Linked DNA regions of Mus musculus: regions 1, 2, 4, 5 and 6 are each linked to region 3. The links are chromatin contacts, called in public Hi-C, HiChIP or PLAC-seq, capture Hi-C and promoter capture Hi-C maps. All regions are on one chromosome and are shown on one strand. Each heading gives the region's core, a stretch centred on a gene start, on an enhancer-like site or on the middle of the called end of the contact. The rest is flanking DNA. Distances are from core to core; before and after follow the strand shown. Region 1 holds the start of Zfp57 (zinc finger protein 57). Region 2 holds the start of Olfr94 (olfactory receptor 94). Region 3 holds the start of Rpp21 (ribonuclease P 21 subunit). Region 4 holds the start of Gabbr1 (gamma-aminobutyric acid (GABA) B receptor, 1). Region 5 holds the start of Rnf39 (ring finger protein 39). Region 6 holds the start of Vars2 (valyl-tRNA synthetase 2, mitochondrial).

Region 1 (3,321 bases), core at 653-3,152, 740 kb before region 3:
GTGTGGTATCCTGGGGCTCAAACCTAGAAGCTTATGCCTGCTAACCAAGTGCCACTGAGCCTTATGCATACCCCTAGCTCCATGACTTCAATGTTTAATATATAGATACGATATTTCCAATGGACCTAGCCTTTGATGACCTCTTAAGCTGAAAATGTCACTAGGTCAGAAATGCAAGTAATATGCCTACCGAACAGAACCTTATAGCTTAGTAACAAAGTACACTGACAGTGTGTAGTTTCCTTTCCTGATCTACTAGCTGTCTGGAAAGTGTAGCCTGTGACTACTACCCAGCATAAAGGACTATCAGAGTATCTATCTATCCCTATGCACCACATAGTACTAGTCTAGGGACGAGTTAAATCAAACCCCAAAATAAGCTGTCTGACTATGTAAGGCCATCCCATCATTTTGGATCATTTTAAGTCTTGGCAGCGTGAGTCCAGTATCACATGTACAGCACAGTGATAACAACCCAATATCATTTAAATTCTTTGTTCACTCTGAAATTTTTTTAATTTCTATTTCTCCTCTCTAGATGCAGGGAAGCATAAAGGCACAGAGACTCGTGGCCCTTTCTTTTCCTCTCAATTCTTTTGCTACGTGAAAGTGCCAGCAAGGAACAAGGCATTCAAGGAATCGCTAGCTCTGATCCCCAAAAAAGTTGCCAGGAAAGCTGCATTCTGAGGTTGATTTTCTTCCTTCCTTCTGTCTGTCTCACCTCTCATTATTCTTCCGTTGGAAAAAAAAAAAAAAAAAAAAACATTCCAAACAGTGTCTTCCAGGACCTGTCCATACAGTTCTATGCTAGTGTCTTCCAGGACCTGTCTTTAACCATTCTCAGCAAAGACCCCTTTATCAACAAGTCTTAACAATAGCATAAAGATGCGTGGTGACCTAGACGATTACCTAAACACTAGGAAGGCTGAGACAGGATCTCCGGGAGTTCTAGGACAGCCTGGGCTACAGAAAGCATAAAACATCATCAACAACAGCAGCAGGAGCTGCTGCACATTCACACAAAGCAGGGAGTGGTCTTTAATATAGATACAGGCTGATTAAGGAGACTGACAGGTGTTGGGTACCTCCATCCACCTCCTCACTCATTTACCTCTGATTGTTCTTTCCTGGTGCAGGAGCCCTGAGAAGGCAAGAGACTAAATAAGACTTGGCTGTTGATTGGCCGGAGGTCAGGTCCCGTCCCTCCCGACTCCCACCCCCCTGGCATGGGAGATGGGCCAGGCCTGGCCTCACCCTTCCACTGGGTAAATTTCTGGAGGGACTGTGCAGACGTCTCTCAACCCTGAGTGCACTCCTCCAACTAAAGCCCATTCATTGTTTCACAAATCTGAGGAGTCAGCCCCAATAGCACAAAGGAAGCTAAGACAGGAAGATCAGGCAAACTTGCCACAATACACCCCGTCTGTCCGGCTCTCTAAAATCTGTGGCCCCGCCGCTCTCACGCACAATCTGACAAGAAATGCCCGCCGGCTTTGCCCGGTCAGCCCCGGTCCCAGACTCTAATCCCCCGAGGTTTCAGCCACGTGAGCCTTTCCACCGCGGAGCCAGGCGGCTTCTCCCACCCAGGTGTCGGGCCCTCGTGGCTCCACCGAGGGAGCGGCTCCACCCGGGTCCCCGCACGCTCTCACCGCGCTCGACAGCCCTACTTGAGGCTCGGCAGTCCTGCCGTTCCCAGCGCTCGGCTTCTGAGCCGTAGCCTCGGACCACAGCCACACAAAGGGCTGGGCGCGCGTTCCAGCCTCGACCAGAACGCAGCGGCGTGAAACCCAGGAAGGGGCCCTTGCCAGAAGTCAGGAATCCGCTACTTTGTCCCTCTGCTTCCGTTCTGCTCCGTCCGCAGGTAACACATCTCAAGTGGCTGTCTGCCAAGGTCAGAAATTTAGATCTGAAGAAGCCCAATGCCTGAATGCCACGCCTTCTCGTCCCGCCTACTGTTGGTCTTCACTGGTCTCAGCTGCGCTAGGAAATTCCATTTCCTAAGATAAGTATTTACTCCTGGGGTGGGGAATGGGAGTGGGGGATGGGGGTAGGGGGTGGTGGGAGGGACGGGTGACTCAATTTCCGTAATTCCTTGTACTAGGCAGCTGAAAGTGAGTTCCACGCCTGCCTGGGCTACACAGTAAAACACACACACACACACACACACACACACACACACACACACACACACACACACACACACACACACACACACAAATAAAATAAGGTAAGACTAAAGAAAAACTGGAACACTTCGCAGACAAGTAAAGTGGGCCGTGGAGCAACATCTTAGCTAAAGTAAAATCCAAGAAAGCACAGGAGACTTAGACTATAGTTACAGGATAGCTCAGTAGTTAGAGAGGATTCCAGGACACCTAGCACAGAGAGACCTGTAACCAGGGAACCCCACACTCTTCGTTTGGTACCATCCCATATGTGGCATTCACTCATACAGACTCAGGACAATAAAAATAATGATTAAAAAAAAAAAGATACAGACACTTCACAGGTATCACATCACGGTCAAGTCGTATTAGTGTTTCACATACCAAATTCACTTCAGTCTCTCTCTGTAATCCTTTCTTTTGTTTGTTTGGATTTGTTTTTAATAAGTTCCATTGGAATTATAACACTTAACCCAGGTCTCAGGCAGCCAAAGCACAAACATAGTTGGGGAGGGTGATAGGAAAGTATAGAAGGTACTAGGTTGCTGGGTGGTGGTGGCGCTCGCCTTTAATCCCAGCACTTGGGAGGCAGAGGCAGGCAGATTTCTGAGTTCAAGGCCAGCCTGGTCTACAAAGTGAGTTCCAGGACAGCCAGGGCTATACAGAGAAACCCTGTCTCGAAAAACCAAAAAAAAAAAAAAAAGAAGAAGAAGAAGGATTGAAGCAATCCATATGTAACAGGCCTGTAGTGAGGTAAAAGAACAAACAAACAAACAAAAACCACGCTTTCCGTCAATAATGAACTGTTTCTCACCCTGACTTCAAATTACCTTATTTACAAAACTGAGCAACCATAATTAGCTGATTTAGGTTCTTCAACTTTAAATAAATAAATAATTTATTTATTTATTATTTACTTACTTTCTTAGAGACAGCTCTTCCTAGGAACTCACTATGGAGCCATGCTGACCTTGAATTCAAGACCCCCTCGACTCAGTGATTGAGTGTATACTGGCTTCTGGTCCTTAATTCTTGAGGTGGAAACACCATGTTGGCCAGCAGGTAGCCCCAGCACACAGTCAAACACTATAGGACAAATGAAACCCTTACAAAGGTTGGTTCAACATTTTATGCTGGCCACTAGGCTGTTTCCAGC
Region 2 (3,722 bases), core at 202-2,701, 940 kb before region 3:
AACTTGAAGGAGTCAGTTCTCTTCCACTATATGGATCCCAGAGTTGAAACTCAGGCCATCAGGCAGCAAGGGCCTCTACTTGGTAAGACATCTTGCCAGGCCAGAGGGCTGTGGTTCTTTTTAAATTAAAAGCACTAAGTGTGTTCACAAGTTATATATGTGATATCTGTCATAAAGCATGCATAGAAAGACTCTTGTGCAAGTTTTATCTATTCTATCAACCATGATAATTTCTGTATCCCCCAGATTGTTGAATTCAGTATCAATACCTAGAGCCTTGAAATCGAGGTCCTTTTTGTTTCTTGCATTTCTTTTAAATTTGTTTGAGAAACAGTTGACAGGAAAGCCCATGATAGACCCAAGAAGTCAAATTCCACCACCATTTACACATGACAAACTTGAAGGAGAATGATATGAAATGATTTCTACATCTCAAATAACCAACCAGACACTGTTGTTTTAGCTGAGTACAGTTTGAGGCCTGAGGGCTCCTCATTTCTGGTCTGATAGGAAGTATTCCAGTATAACATGTTAAAAACAAACTCACAGAGTAGGAGCATAGCTCAGTCTGAGCATGCTTAGCATGTGCAAGGTCCCAGATTCAATCCCCAGCCCAAGGGGGGGGGGGGCGAGGCACAATAAACTTTAAACGGGTTTATTTGAGCAAATAGCTATTTCTGAATCAGGCAAAAGTGGTTCAGTGGGCCACAGCCGGGAAACATAGGGAACATTTTGATAGGATGAACACAGAAGTAAAACAAAGAAACATTTGGGTGGATGCTGGACACTGTAGCTCATGATTATAATCCTAGCTCTCTGGAGGTTGACACAAGAGGATCAGGAGTTCAAAGGCCATCCTCTGCCTCTCAAGTAGAACTGAAGGCCAACCTGGGCTTCATGAGGCCCTACTGGAAAGAAGGGAGGGCGGGAGAGAGAGAAGCAGGCAGGGAGAGAAGGAAAGAAACCTCAAGACAGGCAGAGACAACGGAGGCAGAGAGGAAGGAAAGGAGACTAAGGACAAAAATATTTGATTGGCTACAGTTACCATATTTGGTGTAGTCCAGTGGAAACTATAGCTAGATATTTCTTGGCTCCTCCTATCAGAGCGCACTTGGCTTTAACTGTTGCATAAACAGAAAAGTGGATGATACTGCTCCATCTAGTCTCACTCAGGCTTAACTCTTAGACAACGCCCACTTTTAAGGAAAACTGGGGGCGGGGTGCTCAGAGTGGAGTATGCCCTTCTTATACAAAGTATCTTTATAGCTGCCCTTAGGAGGAATGCTGAATTTCTTCCTTAATCCCTGGAAGGGCAACCAGAACCAGGAACACAGACCTGGTTAGCTAGCGATAGACTTAGGACAATTTGATCTTGTAAGTTGTGTCTAATTGGCTCACCTGTTAAGCACAGTTTCTATCCCCCTTGAAGGACTTGTAAAGGAATACTGGGATGTGGCTATGTAACAAAACCAAAACTTGGGCATGTGCCGAGTTTATCCCATATTGGAGGTTCTTGTTTGTTGTGGTTAGCGGTAAGACAGGGTTTTACTATGTAGCTCTGGCTGGCCTCGAACTCACAGAAATTTCTGGCCTTTGCCTCCCAGCGCAAGGCCCGCAACACTGTCTAGCATTAAATATTTTTGTCTCGCCTTCCGAACCTTCTTGGAGTTTTCCCCCTCAGGCTAACCACAGCTCAGCGGAGCGCTTCCTACTGCTGGGTTTCAGCGACTGGCCCTCTCTGCAGCCTGTCCTCTTCGCACTGGTCCTTCTCTGCTACCTACTAACGCTCACCGGCAACGCGGCGTTGGTGCTGCTGGCCATTCGCGACCCTCGCCTGCACACACCCATGTACTACTTCCTTTGCCACTTGGCTCTGGTGGATGTGGGTTTCACCACTAGTGTGGTGCCACCGCTGCTGGCCAGCCTGCGCGGCTCAATGCTGCAGCTACCGCGCGCTGGGTGCATGGCTCAGCTGTGCTCATCGCTGGCGCTGGGCTCCGCCGAGTGCGTGCTGCTGGCCGTCATGGCGCTGGACCGCGCGGCTGCGGTATGCAACCCTCTGCGCTACACCTCACTGGCCTCGCCGCTACTGTGCCGCACGCTGGCCGGAGTCTCCTGGCTCGGTGGCCTGGCCAACTCCGCGGCGCAGACCGCCCTGCTGGCCGCGCGTCCCCTGTGCGCACCCCGCTGTCTGGACCATTTCATCTGCGAGTTGCCGGCGCTGCTGCAGCTGGCCTGCCGCGGCGGCCGCAGCGCCACCGAGCGCCAGATGTTCGCCGCGCGTGTGGTCATCCTGTTGGTGCCTTCGGCGGTCATCCTGGCCTCCTACATCGCCGTGGGCCGCGCGGTCTGGGGCATGCACTCCAGCTCTGGCTGGCGGAAAGCGGCGAGCACATGTGGCTCTCACTTGACCGCGGTCTGCCTATTTTATGGCTCTGCCACCTACACCTACCTGCAACCCACGCATAGTTACAACCAGGGCCGTGGCAAATTCGTCTCGCTCTTCTACACGGTGGTCACTCCCGCTCTCAATCCTCTCATCTACACACTGAGGAACAAGGAAGTGAAGGGGGCGGCACTGAGGCTCTTGCGGAGTCTGGGGAGGCCATAGGTGGGACAGTGAAAAAACTGAGAAGGGCTCAGAGTCCTGGAAATAGGATGCTCATAATTTTTGTCTGTGCATAAGGATCTGCAAGTTTTGTGCTCCGTGAGTTCTGGGTTAGTAGCGAGATTCTTTTCTCTCACCGGGTAGGGTTTGAATTCTTGCGGGGTGCGGAGAGGGGACTCCTGAAATATATAAACACTCTTAAATGGTGATGTGGTAAATGGCTCTTGGGACTCTCAGTAAGGAGGGAAGCAGGATGCAGGAGGGGGTCAGATGCACTCTGAGGAGACTTTGTACCAGCCCTGAAGAATCCACCTGGAGATAAGATGATGAGCACCCTGGTGCTGACCTTTATTTTTTTCTCCAGGCTTACAAAAGACCTTAAAAAATTCCATGACCTCGCCCATCAGGTGGAGTCTCTCTCGGGTTAACAAAGAAGTTATGGGCCCCACCTTACAGAGATCTCTTCCAGAAACAAGACATGGTTTCCATTCTTGGGGAGCCAGTCCAGCTAATGCAAACCTAGCCAGGTCACCATGCCCACTACAGAACGTCAAAGAATGTCTGCAAATAATAGGCAATTGTGCTGGCCCTGGTTAAACTGGGACTCCCATCTGCCGGATAGGATAAGGCTCTTCCCCTTCCTTGCCCACCCGACACGTGGAGAGGGTGTTAGGTTTTATTTCATACCAAATATCTTTAAGAAGATGATGACTGAATTTAAATAATTTATTAGACTATGATCCAGTTATGGTAAACAATCATATTCCATAACACATTCTTTCTCTATACTCTATAATTAAAATTCAATTTGGTTCAACAATCATTCATTGATCCACCTTCCCCTGCATCCCAAGTCCTGGAATTAAGTTTGCACCACCACACCTGACTAAAGGTTCAGCTTTTGCCCTCATCAACAACCCTGCGAATGAACTATGTTAGAAACAAGATTCACAGACTTGACAAATACTTTTAATCTACTCCACTTCCCTCAAATATTTATTTCATTCTCGTTAATTTTTTATATCATCAAGAGATGTGATTGGTAATAGCTCAGAGGAAATCGGCTTTGAGCTTCTCATCACCGCATCCCCGTGGTCATCCCCCAGTGCAGTGT
Region 3 (3,670 bases), core at 804-3,303:
TCCGGGGCCAGAGCTTGAGCATTAAAGTTAGGAGAAGGATCAGGGAAGAGGCTGAAGGAATGTTTCTAGGATGAATGAAGGGAAGGGGGTTTTCTTTGGTCTCTTTTCTTCTTAGGGTAATGCTATCATTACCCATAGGATTAGCCAGAGGTTCAGATTTGGGGAGAAGGAAAGGATGGGGAAAAAGGAGACTCCATGTCCCAAAGGCTTGCGTTATTCCTGTTTCCTGCAGTTGGCTGTCTCTAAAAAGTAGGCTCCTCTTGCTTCCTTCTAAAGGTGAGATGGAAGCAATCCTGCAAGACATACATCTGAGCCGGGCGTGGTGGCATACCCGGGAGGCAGAGACAGGCGGATTTCTGAGTTCAAGGCCAGCCTGGTCTACAAAGTGAGTTCCAGGACAGCCACAGCTATACAGAGAAACCCTGTCTCAAAAAACTCAAAAAGAAAAAGACATACATCGGTCCTTCCATTGTTTCCCAAGGCAACTTGGAGAGGAGTCAGATATTAGAGGAGAGAGAAAGGTGTAGCTAAAGCCTTGGCCTTAAGGAATGTTCCTAAGTGGTTATTCCCAACTTGTCCACCTTGCCCCCTGGCTCAAAGACCTAAGGAAAGAAGGGAAGGTGATGGAGTCTTTCTCACCCATGAGAACAGGGTAGAAGAGGGTGGTTTGTGTAGCAAAGGGCCAGAAGACAGCTAAGCTTCTATTTCTATCCTTCACCCTTTGACATTCCCCTTTTCAGAGAATGTAAATTATTTTAATTTTAGGCCAAAATAAACAACCCATAGGGTACATATTTTGTCACAAAAGGTACCAGATGCATGCCAAACCAAACAACCTGGATTATCTGCTGCCTGGGTAATCTTCACACAAGACTGAGACAAGAAACTGCAGTGAGGGCATTCAGTTCCTCCTACCACCTCAACAGGACTTTGTCCACTCTACTCTTACCTTTGTGCCTTGACTGTGGTTCTTTGTGGCAAGATAATTGGTTGGTGAAAATATGGAACAAAGGATCCACTAATGTGATCTCTTGAGTTGCGTGGTAATTTGTCAGTGGATGGGTGTGGAAACTGTATGTTCTTGAGTCTCACCTTCTGTCCTTAATGGAGGTTTGGGTAAGCTTAGGAATCCACATTTTAATACACTCCCCTCATTTGTCTCTGAAGGCCCATACAAAACACCCAGGGTAAGTTTCAACGAATTGCCTAACTCTGAGCCAGCAGTCTGGTTCCCCACAGATCCTGCAGGGGCCTGGATCCCTCTGCTTCTGACCTTAGCCAGTAACTGGGAATCAGAAGTAAACACCAAGCCAGGTTGAATAAATGAGAAAAGGTCAGAGGAAGGAGGGTGAAGTAGATACTAATAAATAGCCGAGGAGACCGGCCATGCTGTTGTCTGGTTATTTGTGCTGTTCATGTAGCTACTAGCCCTTGGAACAGCAAGTGCCTTTAATAAGAAGTGGGAGAAAGGCAAGAAGCTCTTTGCTTAGGGATGTTTTGTCCTGTTAACTTATTTCCTCCCTTGTGATCTGATCTTTCACACTTTCAGGTCCATGGGCACTAATGCTTTTTATTTTTGAGACAGGGTCTGGCAATGTAGCCCATAATTCATATCCTGTAATTTATGGTAGTCCTACCTCAACCTCTCCAGTGGTGAGATAGCCAGAATATAACACCAGTTATTCTGGGCATTGACTGTTTTGTTATGTTACATCCGTTCATAGAAGTCCCAAGCATCTACCCTCGGCTTCAGAAGAGTAAGACAAAATCTAACCCAATGTCCACCGCAAACAACCCTCTTTCCAACCATAAAAGACAGGACTTCGGTCCTGTTATGTTTATGTACTTTAAGATCCTTTACCTGTTCCACGTCTACCTAATACGTGAGGGATACCAAACTAGGGCTGCCTGCACACAGAAGACCTGTGGGGTCCTCTGGTTTCTGACAGAAGCTGGTGCGGGGCTGAGGGCCCCCCCCCCTCCCGCACTACAGTTCCCAGCAGACGTTGCGCACTGCGCACGTCTGGGGCGGGACATCCGCAAGGAGGGGCAGACACTCATGGCGGGCCCAGTGAAGGACCGGGAAGCCTTCCAGAGACTCAGCTTCCTGTACCAGGTGAGACGCGCTCGGGGTGGGTGGCAGCCCGGTGTTGCGGCCGCAGAGTAACCTGGATGGCCGTCCTTGTTCCCAGGCTGCACACTGCGTCCTCTCTCAGAACCCCGAGAACCAGGCGCTGGCTAGGTTTTACTGCCACACAGAGAAAACCATCGCGAAGCGGCTGGTCCTCCGGCAGTAAGGCACAGGGTGGCGGGCAGGACCCGGGGCGCGGGCTGGCAGGCAGGCAGACAGCGACCTCCTCTCTTCCTCACCCAGGGACCCCTCTGTGAAGAGGACGCTCTGTCGCAGCTGCTCCTCTCTCCTCATTCCGGGCCTCACCTGCACGCAGCGCCAGAGACGTGAGTGCTGCCCCAGAGACATTTGTGAGGTGGGGACACTAGAGGACAGGGCAGGGCTCAGCAGCTCCACCTAGAGATGGAGACTTTCTGCAGCTGACTTAGTCCCTAAAACTATCTTGGACTACATGACACTCCTTAGTTTAAAAAAAAAACAAAAACAAAAAAAACAAAGCGATTTCGTTATTATTTCATTCCTAGGGTGCATTAAGCACTACTTACTAGCTGAGTGGGTTGTGGAGGTTCACGCCTTTTATCCCAGCACTTGGGAGGTAGAAGCAGGTGGATTTCATGAGTTTAAGCCTATCCTGATCTACATAATCCGGACTGGCCAGGTCTGCATAAAGAAACCCTGTCTCACACAAAAACACATACTGTCTCTTTGCTTTTGGTTTTGATTTTGTTTTGTTTTGTTTTTTGGCACAAGTGTCACAGTAGCCCAGACTGGCCTCCAATTCCCTGCAGTCTCCTGCCCCCACATCCCTAGCTAGGATTACAAGCATGAGACAACACACCCAGCTACTGGAGTCGTAATTTTAAATGCTTCAGTTGGTAGGGGTAGAGTGCTGAGTCCTACCAGTGGCAGGGAGGTAGGTATAACATGATAAACAAGAGTCAAACACTCTAGACGCTGGGATTCCCACACGAGAGAATGTGTGCTTTGTAGGGGCTTGGGAGATGGTTCCGTGGTTACTGTGCCCGATAAGCTTAAGTGTGAGGGCCTGACTTCAGATCTCCAACACCTGTGTACAAGCAGGTTGTAAGCCCAGCCAGCCTTGGGGAGCAGGTGAAGACGTACAGATCCTCCAGAGCACTCTCTGGCCAGGCAGTCTAGCTGAAAACATCTAGTCCCAGGTTCAGTGAGAGACCCTGTTCCAAAAAGACATGGTGGAATGTGGTAAAGGAAGACAGACACCCAAACTAGATTTCTGTCCTCCACATATATATCTAGATGAGTGTTCCTGTGTGCATACACACACACACACACACAAACACACGTACTCATGCATATAACAGTAACACATATGTGTATATACAATATGAATGTATAAATAAAAATAGGAATTTTTAAAAAAGAATCTGTGCTATAAGAAAAGGAATGCTCAGGAGGCTGGAGTTTGAGGTGGGCAAGATGGAGAGAGGTGAAACTGGACAGGAAGCTAGGCTGTGTTAAAGAGTTTGAACTTCACTTTAGAGTTCCAAGGGATTGATATGT
Region 4 (3,542 bases), core at 967-3,466, 790 kb before region 3:
TATAAGCACACAAAACAGATACTGCTCAACAGCACAGTAAAGTGGGTACTCTTCTGCCTTTGAAATGTGTGGATGGACGTAAACCTGGATGCAAGACCAGATTTGCTTTTCTTATTATGGCTGGTCTATACTACTACTAAACTGGCTTATATGGTCATTGAGTGGGAGACAAAGGTGTCAGAAAATGTAATGAAATCGTCTTATAACTTAAAAAATAATCTCTCATTAATGAACCTCAAAGGATAACTCAGATGAAAAATCAAAGTTATTTCACCCAATGATCAGTATCCTCATGAAGACGATGAAGTGAATGTGCTGGCTGCTTAGCTTGCTTCCTCCCACTAGCTGCTCACAGCAACACCCCTCCTCCTACATAGTACTCATTCATTAAACGTATTTGTGAATTTGGTTCCACTGGATTTAAATTGCTGACTTGCAAAACAACTAAGGATGGTCTGCAACTGAGAATGGAAGGGCCTGAAGGAAGGGGGCAGGGATGGTGGGTGGCTTCCCAGGCTACTCACCACAGCGACTGGGTGTGTCCATATCCGTCCAGGAGCCGTTGGCCAGGCACTTGCGCACCTTGGGCCCCACCACCTCGCGTTCGCCCCGGCACACATATTCAATCTCATAGTCCACAGGCAGGAAATTGATGGCCTTCACCTGGTCGCGAGTCAAGCCACGGTACCTGATGCCACCTTCCCAGGGCGGATGTATAATCTGGCAACCTGAGAGGGAATGGGGAGGCACAGGGGAACCGTGGGAGCGGGAAGGCAGCGCGCAGTGGAAGGGGGAAGAGCAGGGCGTGGTCAATGGTGGGGTTGGGGCAGGGGGACAGAAAAGGAGGGGCACACGGGACACACGACTGGAAGCTGGGAGTGGGAACAGTTAAGAACCCCAAGCTGCAGAACCCAGCGTCGTGGGTTAGGGCTAAAGCTGGTGCGAGAGTCCACCGGTTAAGAAGTATAATGGAGACAAATATCTAAGAAGAAATCCTAAGGGCTATAATGTTCGGTGGTTTAAATGAGGGACAGGGCCGAAGGAGAATACCGGTGAGGACCACACAAACCCACTGAACAAGGACCACACAAACCCATCAAAGCAACAAGGTGGACTACGGAAGGGGGGCGCTGTAGTAACGTGGGGCCCGGAAAGGGAGGTGGGGCTGAGATAATTCGGGGTCACAGAAAAACGGTGTAGTGTAGCAACGTGAGGTAGAGGAAATGGGTGCTGGTGGTGATGCGGAGTGACAGAAAGGAGGTCAGGAGTTGTGAAGTGGCTGCGGACCAGGATGCCAGGGATGGGGGCGGGGGGAGGTCCTGCCGCAAGAGTGATGAGGAAAGGAGACGTGCAAGGAAACGAGCTGTGGGGTGGAAGAGGTCCAGGGCGCCGGAGATGGGTGCACCTTCCGAGGTGACGTTGGGGGTCTGAGCCCCGCCAGCGCCCAGGGGGCGGAGGAAGAGAGGCACCAGCAGCAGCAGCAGCATCTGAGGAAAAGGCAACAGTGAGGGCACGGAGGAGCCCGCCGGCCGCGGCCTGGGCCAGCCGACGGACAGGTCTCGCTCCGCGCACCTCACGGGCTCCAACCGCGCGGTTCGGGACGCGAAGGGCGCCCCGCGGAGGAGGCGGGGGCGGAGCCGCACGGGCTGGGGGGGAGAGGAGGAGAGAGCGCCTGTCCCCACCCTCCTCCGGCCTCCCTCGGCCCCCCACCCTCCCGGGACTCCACCTCCTCTCAGCAGCCCCTGTGGCTAGCGCTAGCCCAGCTTACCCACGCTCAGGGGTCCCGCTACCCCATCACTCGCCTCTCGCACCCGAACCCCACGCACCCCCCGGCCCTACCCTACGTCCACCGGCCTCCTTGCCAAGCCCCGGTCGTGGGGCCCCGGTCTTACCTCGGCGGCCGGTCCCGCTCCGCGGCTCTCCCCGGGCCTCAAGGGCCCAGGCCCGGCCGCGGCTCCCCGTTCTCCCTCCCGGTCCTCCAGCTTCCCCTCCCCCTGTTCTTCTTCCACAGGAATCCAGGCTCCAGCCCGGCCGGGGTCTCTCCCCTTCGCGATCGCTACCCGCAAACCCCACCCCCGTCTCTCCTTCCCCGGGGCGACGGCGGCCGCGAGAGCACGGTGCCGGGAGGGAAGGAGGCGGCGCCGGGGACCGGGGAAGCTCTCGGGCGGAGGGAGGAAGGAGGGTGCAGGGGAAGACGGGGCGGGGGGAAGGGAGGGGGAGATCGGAGAGGGCGCCTCCCACAACCCGAGCCCCAGGAGCCGCCCCGGATCCCGGCCCCTCCCTAGACCGCCCACGGCGCGGGAGGGCGTAGAGGTAGGATGGAGGGGAACATAGGCGACCACGCATGCAGGCGGGGGACTAAGAGCTGCCGAGAGACCCGCAGACTAGACTGATGGAGACAGGAGGGGGGGCTGTAGGGGGTTATAGGACCCAAGCCTAAAGCAGAGGAGCTGGCACAAAGACAAGGAGCCTGGATGAAGGTGAAGAAAGGATGTGTTTGTACAAAAGGAAGACAGATCTGGACCTGGCGTAAGGAGGGAAGACGTCATATGCCTGGGGAACAGACCTTGAAGGGGAAGGGAGAATCAAGGGTCAAAAGGGCAGCCGATGGTGGAGGGAGCACTAGGAGAAAAATAGGATAGAAGAGCTAGAACTGGGAGCCCCGGGTGGCTCGTTAGTCCAGCAGTAGGCTACTTGCCAGCTTATGGCGGGGAGCAAGAGATCAGGGGCATCAGAAGAGATACTGAGGTAGATGGAGAAAGGAGAGGGCATAAAGAAAGAAAACCTCTACGTGAGCATGAGCCTGTATTATCAACACTCGGACCAGACCTGCCATTCTTGACTAAGGGTAAACTGGAGGCCCTGACAGAGAAGTCTGACAGCCAAAGCTCCTGCATTGCGATTGTCTGTCCATAACTTGATGGACAGAAAGATGAAAAAGGGAGTGTGGCGGGGGCTGGGGGAGGCACTCCTTTGCTGGCTAGTTCTTCCAGAGAGGTGGGTGGAAAGCAGGTATTATGAGACCCAGGAGAACCAAGGCTCTCAACCTTCAACCCTATGTTAGAACAAGTATTTGTAATGACTCCTAAACCACGAACTAATAATCATAGATTACATCACTTCCCTATGCACGTGACTAAAAAGAACAAAATATTTCCCCATCTATAAGAAGGAGCATAGCAATTTGCTACAACATAAACAGTATTTTAGAGTGAGTGCCGTTTCCCTCGAAGCAGGCAAATGCTTACACCTCTCCTTAGAGTCACAGAAATGAAACTTCTACCAACACACTGATACAGGTGCATAGCCAGTGACTCAACTACCTCCGGCATGTTGCCATCAATGTAGTGACTTCAGGAAATGTTGAGCAACTCTTGGTAGCAAAGTCAAGCTTCCCTAAACTCACACAGAACTGTAATTGCATTCCTAGAAAGTTCGCTGCATATTCAGACCATTAAAAAAAAAAAAAAGACTATTAAGTTCTAGGCTCAGATAATTAAACACAAGTTTTTACCTACATGAATGTCCTGGGGGACTTCTGA
Region 5 (3,634 bases), core at 120-2,619, 690 kb before region 3:
GCCAGACCCAGGGCGGGAGGGCTGCTAAGGGGTAAAAAAGCCAGATGGATGGTTTTGAGGTACTGTAAAGGAATAGGAGTGGTTGATGTCTAAGGGGCTCAGGGAGGGCCTAGTGGAAAACTTTATGGCTGCAACGTGGAGACTAGCAAGAGGCCTGCCAGCTGTTCACCCCGACCTAGCTTCCACCTGTTTCCGCCCGTGCCTGGGGATCTGGGAGGAGCTGAGAACAATAACAACCCACAGTTCGGCTATGGCTTGTTAGGGGAACCCCTGCCTCACTTGAGGCACTTTGATTTGACACACACACACACACACACACATACACACACACACACACACACACACACACACACACACTCACACTCGCATTAGACTCCTAATTTCCCATCCCTCCATTTCTGCTTTTTCTGCACCCAGTGTCAACCTTGGCTCCAGTGATTCTGTTTATTGGGTCCTATCACCACCCTCCCTGGGCTGCTCCTTTCCCTAATCCGGGTGTCTGCACCCCATTCCCCTTTCTGGCTCCCACCCCGGCTCTCCAGGAGGCTTCTGAGATCTCTAGGGGGCTCAGCCTTCTAACTGCCACTAGCCTGTTTCTTTCTGCCTCTTCCCTCCAGCCTCCTCCTCCCCTGACCGAGTCAATTTCTTCCAGCCTGTCCTACCTCCCTTTCTCAAACTACTCACTCAAGACTTGGCCAGTCTTTCTCCCTCCCTCCCCGCTTCCTCCCTTTCTTAAAATTCTTATTTAAAATTCCTTTATCTTTTCGATGTAGCCATTTCTGTACTGGAACTCGCTATGTCTATCAAACTGAACTTGAGCAATCCTCCTGCCTCCGCTTTCTGGTGCCAAGCTGTCTGCCACCTATATTTCCATTAGGGCTTCAGAGCGAAAAGCATGGCTCCCACCTTTGCTAGGACACCCACAAACCTCTTCTTCACCAACAACCAGAACCGGAGAAGGCGCCTTACCTCTCCGTGGGGATCCAGGCAACCCATGGTGGGGATGCGGCCACCGCGTCGTCTCCCGGCCCGGGCTCCGGGCTCCGCCAGTTTCTCACGCAGCCCACGGCTGATGCGCACCTCCACTGCCAGTCGCACGTTGGACCTCAGGCTGCGTCTGGGGCATGGCTGGCCACAGCACGGGCAGGAAGGGGGCGCCGCCTCCGAGCCGGACGCCGCCGGGGCCCCCCAGCAGCGCGCCAAGCACGCACGGCAGAAGCTGTGTTCGCACGCCAGCAGGACTGGGTCCTCGAAGGGGCCCCCGCACAGCGGACATGTCGCCAGCTGCTCCAGACGCTCCACCAACCCCGGGCCCAGCTCGGGAGCCTCCATGGAAAGCAGGGGTCCCGACGCACCCTAGTCCTCAGCCGCCCCCGAGCTCGCAAGTGGCGGACCACGCCCGCTGCGTGCTGACTTGACGCCCCTCGCTGCGCCTCCCTCATTCACTTCGCACCTCCTATCTACCCCTCTCCCGGGCTGCCTCGGTTACCCAGATCGGACTCAGAGCGTCTCCTCACCACGTCAGGTTTTATAGGGAGGGAGGAGGCCCGGTGCAGGAGGTAAACAGCAGACCTTGCGTAATGCCTCATCTGGTTCTCCCGCTTCCCTAGTAGGGTTTGGGGCAGCAGGGTGTGAAGACTGAGACACCTAGGTTCTAGAACCTAGGAGGTGAGCACCAGGGCATGCGCTGTGGGCAAGGTAGCACTGTTGGGTTTGGTAGCCCCCGTGAGTGAGTCCCTGAAGAGCGTGAGTCTCCCCCCTTGGCCTGCGGTGTGCTTTTGGTGGGCAGGATGCCCAGGCTCGCTCTTGGCATGCGTGCTCACATTGCCAGGGCATGAGTCATCCCAGGTGGCTGGCACACCTACATCTGGGGGTTGGGGGCCCGGAAGCTTGGGTCCTGGACTGTGTGGCTTTGGCAGGCCTCTGAGTGTTGGCGTGTGGTTGTCACTCCTGGCGCCTCTCTGCCTTCCATCTTCCTGCCTTGCCTATTAAGGTCTGGGGACACGCAAGCTTCTGGAGAAGAGCTGGAAGCAGGCGCCTACACACTCTTGCCTCTCAACTTCAGGCTCTGCATCCTCTCTCTCTCTCTCTCTCTCTCTCTCTCTCTCTCTCTCTCTCTCTCTCTCTCGTTTCCATTTTCTCTATGCTTTTCCTTTGTGTTTTTATTTTCAGCTTTCTTGTTCACCTTTACTTTGTACCTGACAATTACTCATTTCAACTGATCTCAGAGGCCCAGAGACCCAGATCATCAAGGGAATCAACTTACCCATTTGTTTAAGTGACAGATCCTGGGAGCTCCCTTCTGCCTTCATTTCTGATCTTTCCTTGTTACTCCCCACCCCACCTCTATCACCATCTCTTCCTTCTCTCCTCTCTTTCTTCCTGTTCTCTCCTCTTCCTAGCTCCCCTTTCTCTTTTCCTAGCCTTTCTGCCTGGATACATTTAGGAAATTCTGAAAAAGCTCTGTTTGTCCCCATATGTGACCACAAACACTGTTGCATGTGTACCATGCTCATTGGTGTCCCACTCCAGTACGCACAAGCCTATAGATAGATACACTCATACAGTACAGGCATTACAAACATATCTCAGTAGTCTCATAACATTGTGCATCAGGAGGTTGTTGAGGGACAGATGAACACTCAACCAAAATAACCAGAGAGGAACCTTGTCATTAGTTTTATTGTTGATGATAATAACAAAACAAGGCATGGGCTTTACAGAGCAGCAGCACTTTATTGGGCACCCCTTCCAGGCACCCTTCTTCCTCCCCCACAGTTACTAGAGAGGTACTCAAATGTGACACCATGATAAACAAACCTCCACAAACAAACACAGACCTCCCAGTGCAACATCAGGATGCACCAGCAAAATATGAGGCTGGGTGTGTTGGTGCATGCCTGTAATCCCAGAACTCAGGAGCATGAGGCAAAAGGATTGCCATGAGTTCCACGCCAACTTGGGCTGCATATGAAACTATCTCAAAAAACAGCTCCCATTCCAACTTAAAAAAAAAAAAAAGACCCAACAACGATCTAAATCTGTTTCACAAAAGATGCATTTCTATGCAGGTAGAAGGGTACCGTGCCACGCAAGACACTTCATCCAATTCCTAGAAACTGACGAAGACGTTGCCTTACTTAGAAACAGAATTAAGTTGAGGTTGTACTATGTTTGATGATTGGTTGAGCTTAGAGAGACTTCCCAGAGTACATAGGTGAATCCACTGTAATTACAAGCATTCTTAAAGTTCTCAGACTGACATTGCTGACATGTACACACACATACACACACACACACTTTATTGATATGTTTGTATCTGTATGAGAGAATGAAAGGAAAGGTCATCAGAAGAGGTTATCATATATCCTGAAGCTGGACTCAAAGGCAGTTGTGAGCCACCCAGAGTGGGTGCTGGGAACCTAACTCAGGTCCTCTGCAGATGTAGCAAGTACTATGTGCTGGATAGTTTTATGTCGGCTTGACACAAGCTAGAATTGCTGGAGAGGAGGAAGCCTCAATTGAGAAAATGTCACCATAAGATTCAGCTGTAGGGCATTTTCATAATTAGTGATCCATGAGGGAGAGGACTCCAAATGAGGGAAGTGGTCCTCGATTCCATAAGAATTTAGGT
Region 6 (3,503 bases), core at 386-2,885, 590 kb after region 3:
GTCAGGGGAGGTGGCGAGTCACCGGGGTAACCTGGAAGGTCATGGAGTGAGACGGTCTAGCTCTGAATCTGTCTCACTCCACAGTTCACGGCTGCCTTGTCTTTGCGAGCCTTACTCTGCTCCCAGTAAACAGCAGTCCAGGGGTGCTGGAAGACTAGATGTTAAGATGCTTAGCTTAGAGCCTGCTGAGATATGGTTGCTACTGCCATCTTAAAGAAAGAAAAACAAGGCAAGACTATGGAGAGAACAGATGCATCATAGAGGGACTCGCAGGAGGTGCACCTGAAAGTAACAGTAGAACAGGCCTGGGTCTTGTCAGGCTTGTGGCTAGGAGAACAGAGATGCTGTTTCAGTGACATTAGCTCAGATGACTTTCTACATTCTTCTTTTTTAAAGTTTTATTATACATAAGTACGCACCAGAAGAGAGCGTCAGATCTCATTACAGTGGTTGTGAACCACCATGTGGTTGCTGGGATTTGAACTCGGGATCTTCTGAAGAGCTGTCAGTGCTCTTACCCACTGAGCCATCTCGCCAGCCCGATTTTCTACATTCTTGTGTTTTCCTAGATAATCCATTTCCTAAGGACAAGGGCACATCCAGTGATGCTCAAACAGGTATGACTGGGTACCAAGACTCAGGGGGGCTGGCAGCCTGGGCACCTAGCCGCGAGAGGATGGATGAGAAGCCAGGTCCTATAGCCTCACCCTTGTCCTGCAGAATCCTGTGCTGCCCCCCACCATAACAGACCAGATTCGGCTGTGGGAGCTGGAAAGGGACAGACTCCGGTTCACTGAAGGTGAGTGGCTTCCGCTGACCTAATCTCAATCATTGGCTAAAGAGGTAAGGCCAGCAATTTCACGCAAAAGTTTTGTGCATTTCGTATTTGTTTCTCAAAAGGGAAGGAGAGGAAGACTGATCTTTTATTTTGGTATATTAGTAGCAGGAAATATGTCCCAAATCAGTGCAGTTTGAATTAAGCTAGGTGAGGGGATAAGAGGCAGGGTAATTCAGTCTTCTCTTTAGGTGGGTTTGCGTGGCTTTTCTTGTGGATTCTGCTGTCTTTTCGAGTGTCTGGATGCCACAGGTGTTAAAGTTGAACAGTCGACTATCCGTAGAGAATTAGTCCTAAGAACTGTGGCCTGCAGCCCCTGCCTGCATGCTGCTTGGAGGGGCAGAGACCACTGCAGCCCCTCACCTCCTGCCTGTCCCACCCGACCCCAGGCGTCCTGTATAACCAGTTCCTGTCGCAAGTGGACTTTGAACTGCTGCTGGCCCACGCGCGGGAGCTGGGCGTGCTTGTGTTCGAGAACTCGGCCAAGCGGCTGATGGTGGTGACGCCGGCAGGGCACAGCGACGTCAAGCGCTTCTGGAAGCGGCAGAAGCACAGCTCCTGAGCCGGCCAGGTCCAGCCCCGGGCGGGCAGCTTTCCAACTCAGATGTATTTTGTTTACACACCGGGATATTTCTTGTTTAATAAAATTATGGAAAAAAATCTACGCGGCTTCAGACGTCTGCCGGCGTTTCCCTACCCAACGCAGTGATACCCGCTTCTAGCCAGAAAGCCGGAGGAGCGAGAGTCTTTTACGCATGCGCCTGCGTGTCCCCGCCCACGCATGCGCGCGCACCTCGCCATGCACCTATCGGCTCTGAGTTCGCCGGGACGTTCGAGTTAGAGGCGCATGGCCGAGGTTGCGGGGGTGGGGGTGGTCCCAGGCTTCCGAACCCCAACCTTCGTGTCCGCGTCAGTGCCCGGTGACGGGCAGAGCTCCCGCCTTCTCTGGACGCCCTGGTTTCAGTGATTCCAGAGTGCTGTCCACACCGTGCGCTCCGCCCCTAGGCGGAAGGACGTAGAGTGAGAGAGGGTCCTGCGGATGGGAGTGAAGGGTTGCGACCTCCTGCATCCCATGGCCTCGTAGTGAGCAGACCTCCATCCCTTCCCAAACACTCCCGATGCCTCATTTGCCTCTGGCCTCTTTCCGGCCACCGCTCTGGGGGCTGAGGCCCTCATGGGGTCTTTCCAGGCCCCAGGCACTTTGTACACAGCCGGAGCCCCACGGCTCCCCTGTCTCTCGGAGGAACCGTGAAGCCAAACAGAAGCGCCTGCGCGAGAAACAGGCGGCCCTGGAGGCTGGGCTAGCTGAGAAGAGCAAGGTCAGGGGTCAGTCCTTGGGTCTCCCAAGACTTGGGAAGGGGCTGAAAGAGACTGGCGCAGGGATCCAGATGACTGTGGTGTATTGGGGATTGCAGCCTCCACCCCCACTCCGCAACACACACACACACCCTGTTTCCTCCCTGCAGATACCTGCAGTGCCCACTAAGGCCTGGAGTCACAAGGAGGTAGTATTGTATGAAATCCCCACCGGGCCAGGTGAAAAGAAAGGTAAAGTGTAGGGTGTGTTTTGCGATGTTGTTGCTCTTTGGTCTGCTAACATGCAGTTCAGTAGTGGATCTCTGTTCTGCTTCCACAGATGTTTCTGGGCCCCTGCCTCCTGCTTACAGTCCCCAGTATGTTGAAGCGGCCTGGTACCAGTGGTGGGTGCGAGAGGGCTTCTTCAAACCAGAGTATCAGGTCAGTGCGCGGCAGAGGGCTTCTATGAGGTCCTTAAGACAGAGTGAGTGGCCCTTGAACTTGGTGGGCACAGGCTAACTTCACAGTTGATGTTTATTTCTTTCGGCCCCTGGTTTTCTTTTTGCCTCCCCCGTGTTGGATTTCAATAATAATAATAATAATAATAATAATAATAATAAATTTGAGACACTGTTTCTCCACGTAGTCCTGGCCGTCCTGGAACTCTGTAGACGAGGCTGGCCTCAAACTCAGAGATCTGCCTTCCTCTGCCTTTTCACACGTGTGCCACTACACCTGGCCTTCTTGAAGTTCTTTTTGCCCCAAGGCACCAGAGGGTGCTGTTCCCCTAGGCAACAGCAACAACTAGTTCTCCCTCGCCTCTGACTTCCTCATTCCTTCCAGGCAAGGCTGCCCCAAGCTACAGGGGAGACCTTTTCCATGTGTATCCCACCTCCCAATGTCACCGGCTCCCTGCACATTGGCCATGCACTCACAGTGGCGATCCAGGACGCACTTGTGCGCTGGTGAGAGGCGGTGGGGCCACTGCAGTTCCCGAAGGGAAGGCTGGAAGTGAGGATCAGTGAGCTCAGAGTCCCCATGGTGTTTCTGTGGCAGGCACCGGATGCGTGGGGATCGCGTGCTGTGGATCCCCGGGTCTGATCACGCAGGAATTGCTACACAGGTGGGTCTTGTGCCCCCCTCTGCTTGGTTGAAAGTGCCGTCTTTATGTGAAGCCTGACTAGCTTTCATTTACACCTGATCCCATTTCAGGCCATGGTGGAGAAGCAGCTATGGAAGGAGCAGAGGGTGCGGAGACATGAGCTGAGCCGGGAAGACTTCCTCAGGGCCGTGTGGCAGTGGAAACATGAGTACGAGGGCAGGGCCAGTGGGATTGTCAGCACTACTTCTGACTTGTAGCATTTGGTTTTTC

What was found. Promoter capture Hi-C pulls out the DNA fragments that hold promoters and counts their contacts. Hi-C and Micro-C count contacts between places; a contact is called where the count stands out from the background. HiChIP or PLAC-seq counts read pairs in DNA pulled down with a chosen protein or histone mark. Capture Hi-C pulls out chosen DNA fragments and counts their contacts.
Region 1: an H3K4me3 HiChIP or PLAC-seq map of embryonic stem cells shows a contact between it and region 3, with 7 times the contacts expected there. The contact joins the promoter of Zfp57 here to the promoter of Rpp21 in region 3. A contact is called at or near these places in 7 of 39 promoter capture datasets (the HPC-7 cell line, cranial neural crest, frontonasal cranial neural crest and 4 more), 1 of 484 Hi-C or Micro-C datasets (embryonic stem cells), 7 of 115 datasets of contacts at active chromatin or transcription factors (bone marrow-derived dendritic cells, embryonic forebrain and embryonic stem cells) and 1 of 9 other capture datasets (adipose tissue).
Region 2: a contact with region 3 is called in a capture Hi-C map of embryonic stem cells, with 8 times the contacts expected there. The contact joins the promoter of Olfr94 here to the promoter of Rpp21 in region 3. A contact is called at or near these places in 6 of 39 promoter capture datasets (the 3T3-L1 cell line, cranial neural crest, embryonic stem cells and 3 more), 2 of 115 datasets of contacts at active chromatin or transcription factors (astrocytes and embryonic stem cells) and 1 of 9 other capture datasets (embryonic stem cells).
Region 4: a contact with region 3 is called in a promoter capture Hi-C map of neutrophils, with 2.1 times the contacts expected there. The contact joins the promoter of Gabbr1 here to the promoter of Rpp21 in region 3. A contact is called at or near these places in 19 of 39 promoter capture datasets (the 3T3-L1 cell line, 3T3-L1-derived adipocytes, the HPC-7 cell line and 11 more), 8 of 115 datasets of contacts at active chromatin or transcription factors (SST interneurons, embryonic forebrain, embryonic midbrain and 3 more) and 4 of 9 other capture datasets (adipose tissue, embryonic stem cells, liver and 1 more).
Region 5: a promoter capture Hi-C map of pre-B cells shows a contact between it and region 3. The contact joins the promoter of Rnf39 here to the promoter of Rpp21 in region 3. A contact is called at or near these places in 18 of 39 promoter capture datasets (the C10 cell line, the HPC-7 cell line, cranial neural crest and 10 more), 8 of 484 Hi-C or Micro-C datasets (cerebellum, embryonic stem cells, erythroblasts and 4 more), 14 of 115 datasets of contacts at active chromatin or transcription factors (bone marrow-derived dendritic cells, bone marrow-derived macrophages, embryonic forebrain and 6 more) and 5 of 9 other capture datasets (adipose tissue, embryonic stem cells, liver and 2 more).
Region 6: a Hi-C map of erythroblasts shows a contact between it and region 3, with 2.8 times the contacts expected there. The contact joins the promoter of Vars2 here to the promoter of Rpp21 in region 3. A contact is called at or near these places in 2 of 39 promoter capture datasets (erythroid cells and pre-B cells) and 1 of 484 Hi-C or Micro-C datasets (erythroblasts).

What each region holds. Positions count from the first base shown.
Region 1 is chr17:37,001,106-37,004,426 of GRCm38.p6, reverse strand. Zfp57 (zinc finger protein 57) reads right to left here and starts at 1,902. Exons shown (of 5, transcript NM_001013745.2): 1 at 1,650-1,902; 2 at 1,112-1,141.
Region 2 is chr17:37,195,695-37,199,416 of GRCm38.p6, reverse strand. It overlaps Olfr94 (olfactory receptor 94), which reads left to right and starts at 1,451. Exons shown (of 1, transcript NM_001011518.1): 1 at 1,451-2,611. The coding sequence starts at 1,451. The coding sequence ends at 2,611. Ubd (ubiquitin D) reads right to left here. Exons shown (of 2, transcript NM_023137.3): 2 at 3,316-3,722. The coding sequence ends at 3,704.
Region 3 is chr17:36,256,229-36,259,898 of GRCm38.p6, reverse strand. Rpp21 (ribonuclease P 21 subunit) reads left to right here and starts at 2,053. Exons shown (of 5, transcript NM_026308.2): 1 at 2,053-2,116; 2 at 2,193-2,293; 3 at 2,375-2,457. The coding sequence starts at 2,060. Trim39 (tripartite motif-containing 39) reads left to right here. Exons shown (of 7, transcript NM_178281.1): 7 at 1-1,026.
Region 4 is chr17:37,044,640-37,048,181 of GRCm38.p6, reverse strand. It overlaps Gabbr1 (gamma-aminobutyric acid (GABA) B receptor, 1), which reads right to left and starts at 2,216. Exons shown (of 23, transcript NM_019439.3): 1 at 1,893-2,216; 2 at 1,406-1,487; 3 at 525-728. The coding sequence starts at 1,487.
Region 5 is chr17:36,940,786-36,944,419 of GRCm38.p6, reverse strand. It overlaps Rnf39 (ring finger protein 39), which reads right to left and starts at 1,369. Exons shown (of 4, transcript NM_001099632.1): 1 at 970-1,369. The coding sequence starts at 1,332.
Region 6 is chr17:35,665,724-35,669,226 of GRCm38.p6, reverse strand. It overlaps Vars2 (valyl-tRNA synthetase 2, mitochondrial), which reads left to right and starts at 1,635. Exons shown (of 29, transcript NM_175137.4): 1 at 1,635-2,154; 2 at 2,302-2,383; 3 at 2,472-2,572; 4 at 2,975-3,096; 5 at 3,188-3,254; 6 at 3,344-3,441. The coding sequence starts at 1,954. Gtf2h4 (general transcription factor II H, polypeptide 4) reads left to right here. Exons shown (of 14, transcript NM_010364.4): 12 at 570-617; 13 at 721-799; 14 at 1,225-1,499. The coding sequence ends at 1,397.